2 separate regions of the Mus musculus genome follow, and region 2 is linked to region 1. Evidence: chromatin contacts called from public HiCAR-type data. All regions are on one chromosome and are shown on one strand. Each heading gives the region's core, a stretch centred on a gene start, on an enhancer-like site or on the middle of the called end of the contact. The rest is flanking DNA. Distances are from core to core; before and after follow the strand shown.

Region 1 (3,635 bases), core at 307-2,806:
GGACCCCAGCGGTGCTCACTCTGCCAGGAATATGCAGCATTGTCAGATCTAGATTCCGCGTATAATTTTAAAAAGTCCACCGTTCAGACCCATTTGATTTGATTGTTATGCTTTCCCCTCATTTCCATTCAACTTAATGAGCTTTTTATCTGTACTGTTTTAAGGCAGATCACTAAGAACCTTCCCTTTAAATATTTCAGTATGTTTTAAAAAGGCACTGTTAAGTAAAAATATTTTTAAGTGAAGATGTGGTGGCGTTCAGATAAAGGTTTACCACACACTAAACCACTGAACACTAGAACTCATTTACTCCTTTCATTATTATTTTCCTTTTTGGTGGTGTTGTGCCTTCCTCATGCCAGGCAAGCACAGACAATCGTATCTGTCATACGGATCTGTCTTCCGTTTTGGGTGAAATTGACACCAACTCTTCAGCACCACATTCAGCACCAAACACAAATTCAAATCGTAATTATTTGTGGTGCTGATGATGGACGTCTGAACTAGGTACGAGAGAGGCAAGCAGTATAGCCCTGAGCAGTACTCTCGGCACAAAGGACACTTATATCCGGATTTTCCAGACTGCCCCTCATTGTACAAACGAATGATGTAAAAAAAACATATATATATTTTTTTCTCACCCTTTACTTAAAACACAGGACTTGGGCTGAAGAGATGGCTCAGTGGTTAGGAGCACTGACCCAGGCTCAATTCCCGGCGCCCACATGGCAGTTCACAATTGTCTGTAACTCCTGCTCCAGGGCATCTGACACCCTCATGCATGCAGGAAAACCACCAGTCTCCTCCTCCTCCTCCTCCTCCTCCTCCTCCTCCTCCTCCTCCTCCTTCTTCGGACCCCTGAGGATGGGGAGAGGGGTCTAAATTGCTGTAGCCCTGAGAAGAATAGACTGACCTTTGGCTGTGGTCAGACAACTTCAGGGTAAGGGTAATGAGGCCATATATTCATCTTCCCAGAAAAAAAAAAAATCTTACCCATCTTACCATTATGGACCAGAGGCCTTTTCCTGGCCAACTTCCAAGCATTTTCTCAACGGCTAATGCTCACTAATCCTCAGCCTGACATTATCTTCGTTTTAGCAGCATATCTGGCTTTCGATCTGAATTATAAGCCACATGCAATAAAAGGGAACTGGAAATGATTCAAAGCTTTGCCAGGTATTCTGAGAAGCCCAGCTCATCTGTACGCAGGCGCAATACAGGCAAACTTCCGCTAGAGGGCGGCCTCAGACTGCATGATACCCTGCAGTTCTCCGGAACAAGTGGAGACTGCAGAGGTGCAAACCTCAGCCGACAGAGCAGCATGAATGTGGACGCATGCTCCCCCCCCCCCCCCGCTAGCAAATAATATCTATTTGTTGTTGTTTTGTCCCCCCACTTCCGGATTGGCTTCAATGAAAATCTGGCACATGTGGTAAAGAGAAATATGGAAGATTTCCTTTCGTTTCCTTTGCGAGTGAGCAGTGAACCCTCACTTACCTCTTAGGGAATTTGCAGTGTTGTATTTATAATTATCAAGAGAGGGAGGGAAATTAAAAACTTCGACTGCTTAGCTCTTCCGCAGTTGGTCTGTGGGCCCGAGGGACACTCCAGGAACTCCGTGTTCTGGCTTAGCTCCGTGGAAACCCTCAGGAATGGCCATTTGACCTCTCGCTGGGCCACCGGAGGAAATCAGCTTTGGTTAGATCAGATGAGACATAATTGGCTTTGGACTCGTTAGCGCACACTCCAGGCGAGCATTCCTTGCTGTTTTGAAAGGCCTGTGTTTTACTTGGATCAGCTCAGTGTACAGGGGAGTCAGTCACAGCTTGGGTGGCTGGGTGGATTAGCATTTTGTTTCCCAAGATCTGCTCTGCTTCTGGGTCTCCCCAGTTGACACGGTGCCGGGCTCAACCCCCAACTCCCGGCCTGAGGTCAGAGAGAGGGATATGTCTGTTGGCCTGCAAGGGTGGTTTGTAAAGAATATGGGGTCTGGGTGAGTTGAGAGGTGTTCAGGCCTTAGGTTCTGGAACCATGAATTTGCATTTGCTGGATCGAGAAGAATGCAAAAGTGAATAGATTTCAGCATCGGGAGTGGTGTAACTTTGTCCTCTGCCTCTAAGTCATGGCCCTGCCCAATCACTTTCCAATAATCAGAGTGATCCTTTTAAAACGTACCTCAGCTACAAAGTTTGAAGAGAGCTGGGGGTGGGGTGGGGTATGGAAGAAGCCGGAGAGAGAGAGGAGGGTACGGGAGAAGTTGGCGTGGGAAGAGTAGAGATGGATGCGATCAGTATACGTTGTATTCGTATTCATTCCTGACCTGCTCCTGAAGCATACTGAGTCTTTATATGGTGGCGCCCTGCCTCACGTGTAAGCAAAAAGTTCAGCTTCATACTGTCGGTGGTGGACCTTAGTATCATTTTGGAAGCCATTTATAATAAGGTGGGTTGGGTGTTTACTGCAAGAGAACGCAGTGAGCTTTATTGGGATTTCAAAGAGCAGTTTACTTGGTTTGAGTTCTACACCTAGAGCTTACAAAGGATGCTTCCGAGAGGCTCCGACGATTTTGGTAAAGCAAAGGGCCTTGACCTCTGTCCGTCTGTCTATCTATCATCTATCTATCTATCTATCTATCTATCTATCTATCTATCTATCTATCTATCTATCTAGAATGACTTTATTTTTCTAGAGGTCTCCTGTGTAGGCAAAGTGATTGAATGATAGATCTATCTATCTATCTATCTATCTATCTATCTATCTATCTATCTATCATCTATCTATCTATCTATCTATCTATCTATCTATCTATCTATCTATCTATCATCTACCTATCATCTTTTCTCAACATCTCAATCACTGGTAAAGGAGAATATATAGTAATCTGAAAATCAGTTACGAAGAGAAGCAATGACTGCAGAGACCTGCAGGCGGAGCTACTCAGCAGTCTGACTCCCTAGGAAATTGGTTCTTTGGGGGGTTTTGTTTCTCTTTCTGCAGCTGTTTCTTTTCTCTCCAGGTCCTTCTGCTTTCTGGGCAATGTCCAGTAGCCTTCTCTCACGGTGATTCTGATGTTGCCTGTGACTTCTACTTACTTTGTGGAATCACCATCGGCCACGGTCTGGCTCTGCCCAGTAACGTCGTTGTATTGTATGAATGAAAATGATTAGTTGTTGACCCTCAGTTTAGGTCAGTTGTTGACCTAAAGACCGTTTAGGGATCTGACCCAACAACACCCCAAAAGTGCTTCGGAATAGACGTTTTTCCTCTCAGAAAGGTTGCAGAAGGAAGCAGACAGTGACGTGTTATGGCTTGGACAGTTAAATTGGTGAACATAAGAGATCCGGATTGCCGCCTTTTAGAATGCACGAGCGTATTTGTCTCCTCTTTGCTGCTTGAACAGCGTCTTCCCCAGATTAAGACAGGGACATCTCAGCAGAATTTAGCACTTAAGTTAAAATTTTAAAATAGGAACTTAAGTTCCATAAAGAAACAGGGGCCTCTCAAGGTAGGCTCTGTAGAGAGAAAATGGGGCTTTGTGAATGATAAAGGGCACCTGTCCATTTCAAGAGCAGTGGAGTGTGTTTGAATTTGCGATCTGGACTGAGAATTTGGTTGCAAACCTCAAGGGTAGAGGC
Region 2 (3,635 bases), core at 550-3,049, 220 kb after region 1:
ACTTACGTGGTTATTCTGGAGATTGTCCAGCAACGACGGGTCATTAAAGGTTTTTTCATCTCCAAACTGTGAGCTCTGCCTAAAGGGAAAAACAAAGCAAAGTTGGTTCACTTGTATAGGCCTAACTCACCCACTGCTAGTGATGAGTGATTACTCTCAATCCATTCCAATAACTGATCTATTCCTTAATTCAGGTCAGACTGGAAGGGACCTATGTTCTTTTCAGTTCCATCTCCAAACTCAACACATAGTCTAGTGCAGTAGTGATTAACATGTGGGTTGTGACCCTTTGAGAGGTCCAACAGCCCTTTCACAGGGGCCACGTATTAGATAGCCTGAATATCAGATATTTACACAGTGGCAAAATGACAGTTATGAAGAATCAAGAAAAGTAATTTTATCGTTGGAGGGGTCACCGTAATGTAAGGAGCTGTATAAAATCAATGCAGCATTACGAAGGTTGAGAGCCACTTAGTCTAGTTATCTTTCCCCAGGAAGAGCTGTACAGCAGGTTCCTCTAGGCAAAGATTGGAAGGCAGACTGTCCTCCAAATTCGTGCCCCTCTAACAACAGGCCTGTGGCTAGCCAGTCACTCTTAGACCTTGCTTAACCTCTAATTTCTGCTATCCCCAGCCTTTCTGACTATAATATAGTCCAGTCATTCTCCCATGACCACGTATGTTCCTGTCTCAGGTCCCTGGAGAGATGAGATTTCTTCTTGTATTCTAGAATTAGTTTTTGCTTAGTGCATAGCTTCGGGATGGGGTAAAGTCTAGATCCAAGACTGATGTAGCCCGTGGGCGGTTACTTTTAGTTCTCACATGCTACAATGTTATAATGTGACCTCGGTCCTCCAACTCCATAGCTCTTCCTTCTTAGCAGACCGGAAGGTCATACACCCTGCTCTTGGGCAGCCTGGAACCATTCTCATTCACTCTCCGGTGAGACATTCACAAGGCTCTCTGCATTTCATTCTTTACATCCCTCGATCTCCTACTGGCATTTTCCACAAAGTGGCTTGCTTCTTTTGCCTTCCAAAAGTCAGGAGTGTGTTTCAGAACTTGGACCACTAGGTGGCAGGTCCTCCCTTCACGCCTCTGCTCCAGCCCAGTTTTCTCTGGCTCATAAACCTTTCCAAATGGAATAGGGTTTGAAAGGAGACTTCTTGGCATTCTTCCCTTAAGTTGGTCCAAGGAACGAAACCCATGGGGGACCACAGGGCAAGAGCTCTCCAGCCACAGGGAGATTACTGCTGGTATAGGTGATCTGCCAGGCTAAATGGTACAAAACCATAGAAACACGGCTAATCATTGTCCTATAAGGTCTGGACTGATGCTTGGCTTTTAACAAAGCAGTGATCTGACTGCTGGGGCCAGAAAGTCCTTCAGCTGAGGATACATTTGAACACATAAAGCTGCATAATAATTACCTTATGGCAATTATCACAGAGAAGCTGAGTCGCAGCTCTGGGAGAACTCATCTTTCTATTCAAATGATTCAGTTTTTAAAATGATAAAAATCTCAGTCCCAGGAGAAAGGTGTATTTTTCTCTCTTTAATACTTCCATGACTAGTGTGGATTAAAACAAAACAACACCCCATTGGTCTTGGAGTCTCTTCAGGTTTGGAGGCCGGGTGAACGGGAGCCACTGGCACATGCTCCCCGAGATATTGTGTGACAGACTGGATGTAAAGAAAGAGCAGTTGAGAGAGCACTTGCACAATGTGTCGGCCTGGACAAGCTCACTGCCCACTGTACAGCACCCGTGTAGAGGCTGGCTTCCTGATCCGTGCCACATCTCCCGGACGACCTGAGGCAGAGCTCCTTTGGTAGCGCAAGTCAGTTTTCTGAGGCAATGAACACGGTTGTACAAAGCCTGTTTGCTCAGCATCCTCTCTGACTCAGGGGCTGATCTCTTCCCTAACCTAGTGGACCTGCCTCAGCTTAAGGGCTTCTGGCCCCAGCAGTCAGAGAACTGTTTTTTAAAAGAGTCTGTACCTCTAGGATTTTTTTAAGGTCCTGTTCATTGGTAGTCAAAACTGCTTGCTGGTAGATTTAATTTTTTTAGTAATGAGTTTGTTACTCAGAGTAGTTAAGTCCAAGAATTTGAATGGGTGATTAAATGCACTGTTTTGGCTAGATAATGGTTGGTTTTGATCAAAGTAAATGAGACTCAGTTTCCTGGGTGACTGCAAGTATTTCTGAAAGCAATTACAAAAGAGGAGTTCTAAAATGCTGTGTGAGAGTCTGCACTGCTGAAGAAAGAGCCTGCCAAGGGGACTCCTTTGAAGACTGATGCTAATGGAGATGGGTTAGCTCTCATTATTCTAAGGGCACGCCTGGAAGAATGCTCTACCCAGCCTACCTTCTACAGCAGAATAAATAAATGCCACTCACGCCACACATAATTATAGGCTAGGTAAAATGAGAAAATAACCAAGCAGAAAAGAGAAACTTGTTCAACCTGCAGATACTATAATAATACAAAAAAACAAAACAAAAACAAAAACAAAAAACCACTGAACGACTGCAGGGCCAGCTCTAAGGCAAGCTCTCTGTCACCCCACTGTCATTTACTTGAAAAATAACAAGAACATAACGTGTGACTGTATCAAGAAGTTAAGAAAAAACAAACATATCTACTTAGATTTGCTTCAGAATAATAAGGGTAGAAAGGCACAGGAGGGATAAGGGTGACCCAGGGCATAGCCTGTTAAAATAACTGATGGGGACATTTGTTCATTCTGCTTATATTTAAACTTTCCAAAATAATTTTTTAAGAGAAAATGATTATGAATATTTGTGGGTTTTTGAAAGTAATCATGTGATAACTTATAATTACATGGATGTTTTTCTCTCTAGTCCTTCCAATATTGATACTATCAATTTAGATAATGGTTTTTAATAGAAAGGAATTGGTCTCCAAGTCTCCACGTTTGTTTATGGTTCTTGGCAACAACAGGAAACAGTGCCAATTCTAGAGTTAGTAGCTATGCACTGGGAAGTCATAATCTAGACAAATCACTTATATTAATACATTTTTAGAGGATTTCAGCTATTGCACAGTCTTTAATGCCAAGAGTATATTTGAAAGGGTCTTTAGAATGGACCAAATATAAACACATAATTTTCACATGTGGATTTTCTTAACATTTTTGTGGTGAGTGCCATTTCAAGCAGGACAATTAAACAGACAGCTACAAGCTTGCTACGTGGCATTCAGTCAACTTCACATTGCCAGACAAAGCTGCCAAGCAGCTATTGAGATGACTTCTAGAGTTTTGGAGAGAGTCTTCCATAGTCTCTCCTCCTGCAGCAGTAGCATAGAGCCACTGTCACATATGCAGAGCACAGGGTTCCACCACGGCCACAGTTGATCTTGGTTTTCTCAGCAATATAAAACCAATTAGATGAGGCCCTTGGAAGTATGGAGTCTTGTATGAGCTTCTGAGTTAGGGTTCCTCAACTCAGTCAAACGGTAGATGTTCAATTTGCCTCTCCTTAACAACCTCAGCAATTCAACTGAAATAAAATCAGTTAGGGCTTGAAATGCAAAGCTATCCCGTGCTCCAAAAGAAACACAAGTCTTTCAAGTCTACAGACGTGTGACGGCACTAACACACCTTTCATAATCA

The links. HiCAR-type assays count read pairs that join an accessible place to other places.
Region 2: a HiCAR-type map of astrocytes shows a contact between it and region 1, with 2.5 times the contacts expected there. The contact joins two enhancer-like sites. A contact is called at or near these places in 4 of 15 datasets of contacts at CTCF or cohesin (CD8 T cells, embryonic stem cells, large pre-B cells and 1 more), 14 of 484 Hi-C or Micro-C datasets (the HPC-7 cell line, the N1E-115 cell line, cerebral cortex and 7 more), 9 of 115 datasets of contacts at active chromatin or transcription factors (astrocytes, bone marrow-derived macrophages, craniofacial prominence and 4 more) and 2 of 9 other capture datasets (adipose tissue and embryonic stem cells).

Annotation. Positions count from the first base shown.
Region 1 is chr5:67,531,310-67,534,944 of GRCm38.p6, forward strand. No RefSeq gene overlaps it. Among named protein-coding and RNA genes, the nearest start is that of C330024D21Rik, 69 kb to the left of the region's middle. Within about 2 kb of position 1,557, at least 46 of the 459 cell types and tissues checked have an H3K27ac peak or open chromatin away from gene starts, as enhancers often do. A contact at or near this core is called in astrocytes and stem cell-derived neural progenitor cells, where this site is marked.
Region 2 is chr5:67,751,007-67,754,641 of GRCm38.p6, forward strand. Atp8a1 (ATPase, aminophospholipid transporter (APLT), class I, type 8A, member 1) reads right to left here. Exons shown (of 37, transcript NM_001038999.2): 16 at 7-79. Among named protein-coding and RNA genes, the nearest start is that of Gm46914, 50 kb to the left of the region's middle. Within about 2 kb of position 1,800, at least 44 of the 459 cell types and tissues checked have an H3K27ac peak or open chromatin away from gene starts, as enhancers often do. A contact at or near this core is called in astrocytes and stem cell-derived neural progenitor cells, where this site is marked.